Regions from separate parts of the Vulpes vulpes genome. Here region 1 is linked to region 2. The links are chromatin contacts, called in public Hi-C maps. All regions are on one chromosome and are shown on one strand. The core of a region is the stretch at or near the end of the contact, and the rest is flanking DNA. Distances in the headings are between cores, read along the strand shown.

Region 1 (3,598 bases), core at 597-3,096, 210 kb before region 2:
TCCCACGTCGGGCTCCCGGTGCATGGAGCCTGCTTCTCCCTCTGCCTATGTCTCTGCCTCTCTCTCTCTCTCTCTCTGTGTGTGACTATTGTAAATAAATAAAAATTAAAAAAAAAAATAAAAAAAAAATAAAATCCTACCATTTGCAACAACGTGGGTGGATCCACGTTGTTTACAGAGTAAGTCGGAGAAAGACAAATGCGACTTCACTCCTGTGTGGAATCTATAAAGCAAAGGAACAAACAAAACAGACGCAGATTCAGACAAGCTGTTGGTTACCAGAGGTGGTGGAAGCGGTTGGGAGCGGGCACAATAGGTGAAAGGGATTAAGGGGCACCTATTTTTCAGGGATAAATGTTTTTTTTTTATTTTTAAAGATTTTATTTATTTATTCATAGACACACAGAGAGGCAGAGACACAGGCAGAGGGAGAAGCAGGCTCCATGCAGGGAGCCTGATGTGGGACTCGATCCCAGGTCTTCCAGGATCACACCCCAGGCTGCAGGCGGCACCAAACTGCTGCGCCACCGGGGCTGCCCAGCGATAAATGTTGATGTACAGCACAGGGAGCACAGGCAGCGACCCCCTCATAGCTTCGTATGACAACAGAAGGTAACTAGACTATCGCGGGGATGGGTATTTTTTTGTTTTTGTTTTTGTTTTTAAGATTTTATTTAAGAGAGAGAGGGGGAGAAGGGGTAGGGAGAGGGAGAAGCAGACTTCCTGCTGAGCAGGGATCTGGGCCAGGACCTGGGGCTCCCTCCTGGGACCCTGAGATCATGACCTGCGCTGAAGGCAGAAGCTCAACCAACTGAGCCACCCAGGCGCCCCTGCAGGGCTCCATTTCCTAATGTATAAAAATATCAAGTCACCATGGTATACACCTGAAATTAATGCTACACTCTTAAGGCAATTGTACTTCAATCAAAAAAAAAGAAGATAATCACCCAGTTTTTTTTTTTTTTTTTAAGATTTATTCATAGAGACAGAGGGGGGGGGGGGGCAGAGACACAGGCAGAGGGAGAAGCAGGCTCCATGCAGGGAGCCCGATGTGGGACTCGATTCCGGGTCTCCAGGATCACATCCCGGGCTGCAGGAGGCGCTAAACCGCTGCACCACCCGGGCTGCCCTCACCCAGTTTTTTTTAAAAAGTTAAAGCCAGGGTCCCTGGTTGGCTCCGCGGTTTAGCGCCGCCTTTGGCCCGAGGTGTGATCCTGGAGACCTGGGATCGAGTCTCGCGCTGGGCTCCCTGCATGGAGCTTGCTTCTCCCTCTGCCTGTGTCTCTGCCTGTCTCTCATGAATAAATAAAATCTTTTAAAAAAGAAAATAAATAGTAACCAGAATGTAAGTAAGTTGGGACCCTCGCATCTTGCTGGTGGGGAAGTGATGCGGCCGTGGCAGGCGCTGGAAAACCCAGCTAGGGCTCCCCTCCCAGGTACACACACAGTAGGGGTGGACACCCGTCTCGCACTCCACGGGTGCTTGTGGGCCAACCTCACCGCAGCACCAGGCACAAAAGCTCAAACATGCAAACGACCCCAACAAGGAATGGGCACAGGAGCGGCAGAGGAGCCACAGGACGGACTACTCTCTGCTCGTAGAAACGAATGGCAATCAGGTCGCCCGGGGGCTCAGCGGTTGCACGTCAGCCTTCAGCCCAGGGCGTGACCTCGGGGTCCTGGGTTCGAGTCCCACGTCGGGCTCCGTGCATGGAGCCTGCGTCTCCCGCTGCCTGTGTCTCTGCCTCTCTGTCTGGTTAATAAATAAAATCTTTAAAAAACAAAACAAAACAAAAAAGGGAATCCTGACCCCTGCTCCAACGTGGACCCACCTTCAGCACATGCTCAGTGAAACAAGCTCCGAGACAGGAACCGCACCACCGCACCCGCACGGGGCCCAGGGACAGGAGTAGCGAAGGGTACTGGGAGTGGTTACCGCTCGGACGGTCCCCACTGGCCCCCCATCCCCAGGAATACCCCGACCCCATGGCCGCCCAGCTGCCCGCGCACAGCGCTCTTCCTTCCTCACGGGAACGACCTCCGGAGGGAAACCGCACTCGCACTCGCCACTCCTCCCCCGGCGGCCACCCGGCGTCGGGGCCGCAAAGACCCCGCCCGCCCACTGCAGGCCCCCGGCCCACGCCACGACCACGCCGGCGCTGCTCTGTGACGTCAGGCCACGCCCGAGCGGCCGGGGCGGGCCTTCTTCTCCAGGGGCGGGACTGCGTGCTGACGCCACACGCCGGGGCGGGATCAAGAGTTTGGTGCCCCGGAGTGGGGTGTCGGCGCCTCATTCGGGTGGAGCCGAGCCGGGGACAGGTAAGCGCGCGCTGCCGCTGGGCCTGGGCTGGTGCGGGAGGACCCGCGCCCTCGGGCAGGAGGCGGGGGGCGTGGCAGAGGGCGAGGGCGCCGCAGCCTCGTTGTCGCAGGCGCCGCGGTGACAGGGAGTGAAGCCGGATGGAGCAGAGCTGACGGCGGGAGGTGGGCAGGACGGGGCCTGATGGACGACCGTGGCAGCCAATGGGACGGCGAGGGCCGTCTGACGGGCGGAGATTGGCGGGCGCTGGCGCGCGCAGACGTCGCGGGGGGCGCGCAGTGGCGCGCTATTGGCTGTGTGGGGCGTGGGGTGGGCCTCGCGGCGGATGTGAGGGAACGGGCGCCGCGGCCAGGGTGACCCCCAAGGTCGGGGAGGCGTCACACGGGAGCCGCCCGGCGCCGTCCTCTGCCGGCTCGGAAGGGTGGCGCGCCCTTGATGGAGCGGCTGCGGGCCGTGGGGCCTGCTCCGCCCGCCGCCGCCCTGGCTGCGCGCCCCGGGAGACGCCCTTGAGAAGACCGAGGGCAGCACCCCGAGGACTCAGTATCCCTCCGGACTCAGTACTCCCCCGTACTCCACTTTCTCCTTACGGTCCTGGGGAGACGCCCTTGAGCACACCACCCGCAGCACCCCACGGACTTAGTACCTCTTCGGACTCAGACTACTCTTTACTCCTTCACCCTGTGGTCCTGGGGGGATAACCTTGAGGGCAGCACCCCCAGGACTTAGTACCTCTCCGGACTCAGTACTACTCTTTACCACTTCTTCACCCTGTGGTCCTGTGGGGACAACCTTGAGCACACCACCTGCAGCACCCCGAGGACTTAGTACCTCTCCGGACTCAGTACTACTCTTTACCACTTCTTCACTCTGTGATCTAGGGGGGATGACCTTGAGCATACAACCTTCAGCACCCCGAGGACTCAGTACCTCCTCTCTTCCCTGTGGTCATGGGGGATCGCCCTTGAGCACACCACCAGCAGGACCCCAAGGACTCAATACTCCTGGACTCAGTACTCCTCTGTACTTCTTCTTCATCCTGTGGTACCAGGGGGACATTCTTGAGTACACCACCCACAGTGCCCCAAGGACTCAGTACTCCTCCAGACTCAGTACGTCTTACTCCTTCTCCCTGTAGCCCTGGGGAGATGCCCTTGAGCACACCACCCGCAGCACCCTGGGGACTCAGCACCCCTCCAGACCCAGTACTCCTTTCCCTCTTCCCTGTGATCTTGGGTATATGCCCTTGAACTCACCATCTGTAGGACCCCAGAGACTTAATAC
Region 2 (3,545 bases), core at 705-3,204:
GTAAGCAGTAAGTGAACTGTTTTCCTGAGTTCTGTGAGCCACTCTAGCAAGTTAACTGAGCCCAAGAGAGGCTTGTGGGAGTCCAGAGTAATAGCCAATTAGCACAGGTAACAGCCTGGACTGCTGTTGGCATCTGTGTGGGCAGTTTTATGGGACTGAGTCCTCAACCCCTGGGATCTGATGCCATGTCTGGGTAGATGCTGCTGAGTGAGTTAAAGTGTGGGACATTCTGCTGGTATCACAGAACTTCTTGGTGTTGGGAAAACCCTTGGATGTCTGATGTCAGCAGTGTTGAGAGAGTGCCAGCCATGCAAGAGCAAAGGAGGCACAGGAGGGGAGTGGGTTTTTCCTGACACACAGGCTAAGGGGAGTTTGAGGAGTGTTCTTTGCTGCAAAATACGTAAAGGTACATGAGTGGGAGACTAATTGCTAGGTACACTGCCTTGTTTGTGTTTGGGGATGTGGCTGCTAAATTAGTGCAGGAGATAGAGTGAGGGACACCCGAGTGGCTCAGTGGTTGAGCGTATGCCTTCTAGCTCAGGGCGTGACCCCAGGGTCCTGGGATCGAGTCACATGTCGTGCTCCCTGCATGGAGCCTGCTTCTCCCTCTGCCTGTGTCTCTGCCTCTCTCTCTCTGTGTCTCTCATGAATAAATGAATAAAATCTTAAATAAAAAAAAGGTAGAGTGAAAGATCTTTTCACCCACCTCCGATCTATGTGCCAAAGGACCTGGAATATGCCTGGGGGTGCTATACAAACAAGTGTTAAGTATAGCAGAGCAACAAAGGGTTGGCTGGTTAAAGCAAGGAGAGGTCTGAAGGACACGAGGATTGTAAATACAAGATGCAGCTACTACTCTGAGGGCTGAGATGCGCTCCCAGAGAAAAGACCCCTTCCCCCCAGGGCTGAGAGCCTAGCGACAGCTCCGCACGTGCTGGAGAAGTGCCCGCAGGACTCGCTGGGAGTCCTTGTAGAGCCTAGGGAAAGCTGGCCACGGAGAGTTGCTAAGTTCCCTCGGAGGCAGGTGCTCCAAGGCCCCGGAGCTGTGAGAAGCTGCCCCTGCGGCGGGGGGGGGGGGGCGGGGGGGGCGGGGGGAGGCCGCAGAGGCTGCAGGTGCCTGCCTAGGAGCTCCCTGGAGGCCTTGTCTCCCACACCGCCTCCCAGTGCTTCCTGCTGCACATCTCTGCAGCGCTGGGCCATCCGGGGACAGAGGAGGCGCAGAGGGCCTGGCTCCAGCGCAGGGTCCATCGGGGACGGGGGAGGCTCAGAGGGTCCGGCTCTAGCGCGCAGGGCAGGAAAGGAGCGCGAGCGGAGCTGGAGGGATGCACGGAGCTGGCAGAGGTCACCGCTTAACACAAGTGTCAGTTCACTCTCTAGGGGCGCTGCAAGGGGCTCACTGGCAGCTCGTGGCGGGACGCGGCCGACCCCAGCCTGCGGAGGGGCGGACGTTGACACAGCCTGGTAGCTGCTGGCCGGTTGCGCTTTGTCCCGACGGGTGCCAGGAGTTGCGTCCTACCGCACCCCACCTTCCTGAGGGCTTAAGCAACACGGGTGCTGGAGCGCAGGAAGGCTTAAACGGGCGTCACTGGGGACCTGAAGGTACTCGGCAAATTGAGAAAGAGAAAGGAAGTAGCTTCGCCCCGCCCCCTTCCTACCAGCCCCGCCCACCAGCGTCCAAGCCACGCCCTCCTCTTCCGGCCAGCCCCGCCCCCCTCCCCGTCCCCGTCGGCCCCTTCCCCCAGACCCCGCCCCCACCTTGCTGCCGGCCCCGCCCTTCCCTCCCTGCTAGCCACACCCCTTCACGCAGGCCCCCGCCTCCCAGCCCCTCCCCACCAGCCACGCAAGCCTCACCTTCCTGCGAGCCCCTCCCTCCCCACAGGCCACGCCCCTCACCTACTGAATAGCTCCTCCCCCTCATCGTGGCCCCGCCCCCGTTTCCCGTCGGCCCGAGTCGGCGGAGTGGGGGGGCCCTTCCCGAGCGCGAGGCACGCCGGGAAGTGGCTGCCCTAAAGATGGCGGCAGAATTGAAAAGTTGAAGCGGTTCCTGGAGCCCTGAGAGGCAGGGGACGGGCAGGGAACGGGCTGGGGCGGGGCTCGCGCTCTCTTGCCCTCCTTGAAGGGGTGGGGCGGGGTAGGGGCGCGACAGGCGCGCTCCCGCGGCCGAGGGGGCGGGCCCAGGCGGGCGCGTCCCCGGGGGCCCCGAGGGCGGGGGCGGGGCCGGGGGCGGGGCGTCGCCTCGGCCCGGAAGTGCGGGGTGCGGGGTGCGGGGCGCGGACGTCCCCTGGCGGCCGCGGCGGGAGACTGCGGCCGCGCGGGCGGGAGGCGCGGGAGGCGCAGGAGCGGCGGCGACGGCGGCCGCGGGGCCGGGCGAGCATGTAGCGGCCGCGGGCGGCGCGGGGCTCCCGGGGCGGGCCGGGCCGGGCCGCGGGAGCCGCTCGCGGCGACATGGAGGAGGAGGGCAAGAAGGGCAAGAAGGTGAGCGGCAGCGGCAGCGTGCTCCCCGGGCCGGGCCGGGCTGGACCCCAGGGCGGGGCGGGGGGGCCGGGGCTGGACCGGGAGGCGCCGCCGCCGCCGGTCGGGGGAGGTCGGGGGACGTCGGGGGACAGCGGGGCCGGCAGGCTGGGGCCCCCGGCGGACCTCGCGCGCTGGGCCCGGGCGGCGGGGGTCGGTGTCCGCGGATGCGCCGGGAGGCGAGTCCCTGGACAATGGGGCTAGGTGGTCCTCCGCCCGGCCCGCCCCGCGGGGAGGAAGGAGCCACGCCTTTCCGCCCCTTCCGGTCAGCGCGTCCCCCTAACCCGGGCTGTGCACATGGCCCTGCCCGCGGGCTCCTCCGGGCCGGGGAGGGGGCGCGGGCGCGGGCGGGCCCCGGGGGCTCTCCAGGGCCGGGGTCTCCGCTGCCCAAGGGACCTCTGTGTCCTGATTCCGAAGAAGGGAGAAGCTGTGCTTAGGGACAGCTGCTCGCGGCTCGCTCAGCGGTTGCAGGGTCGCTCCATTTGGCGCTTGGATTTCGGGCACAGTTTAAGGGGCTCCTTAGTTTGTGTCGTTTTACAAATGTGGCTTTAACTGTAGGCTGGAGTAGTTGATAAACTCATTTTCAGGAGACTAATAGCGGAGAGGCCCTTAAGAAGAAAAACCAGATTTCAATGAAATTTCTCCTTTCTCATCTGCTGGATTTCGTTAACGTGCACTTCGGGTGCACGAGTTTCAGACTTTGGGAGGTCCTCTGCTCTCCCCAGTCTGCACAGCCGGCTGGAGGCAGCTGTGCCCATCCTCTGACTCCGCACCTTGTTTTACATGATGCACCATTTTTGGAAGGCTGTGCTTGAAATCCGGTGTGGCCAGGTGGTCCTGGGGGATCCTGTGGCGCTCTCTCTCTCTCTCTCTCTCTCTCTCTCTCTCTTTCCCTCTCTCCCTCTCCTTGCTGGGTCGTGAATGTGTGTCTCATTCAAGTACGGTACCAGTTGCAGTTCCTAAGTCTGGAAAACAGCCTGAGCAAGTGATTCAGTCTGCCAGCGCTAGACTGCAGGGGGGTGCTGTGCTGCCCA

The links. Hi-C and Micro-C count contacts between places; a contact is called where the count stands out from the background.
Region 1: a Hi-C map of skeletal muscle shows a contact between it and region 2, with 2.8 times the contacts expected there. The contact joins the promoter of OGDH here to the promoter of CCM2 in region 2. A contact is called at or near these places in 2 of 3 Hi-C or Micro-C datasets (both in skeletal muscle).

Annotation. Positions count from the first base shown.
Region 1 is chr7:15,279,798-15,283,395 of VulVul3, reverse strand. OGDH (oxoglutarate dehydrogenase) reads left to right here and starts at 1,846. Exons shown (of 23, transcript XM_025988372.2): 1 at 1,846-2,319. The coding sequence starts at 1,987.
Region 2 is chr7:15,073,734-15,077,278 of VulVul3, reverse strand. CCM2 (CCM2 scaffold protein) reads left to right here and starts at 1,954. Exons shown (of 11, transcript XM_072763017.1): 1 at 1,954-2,059.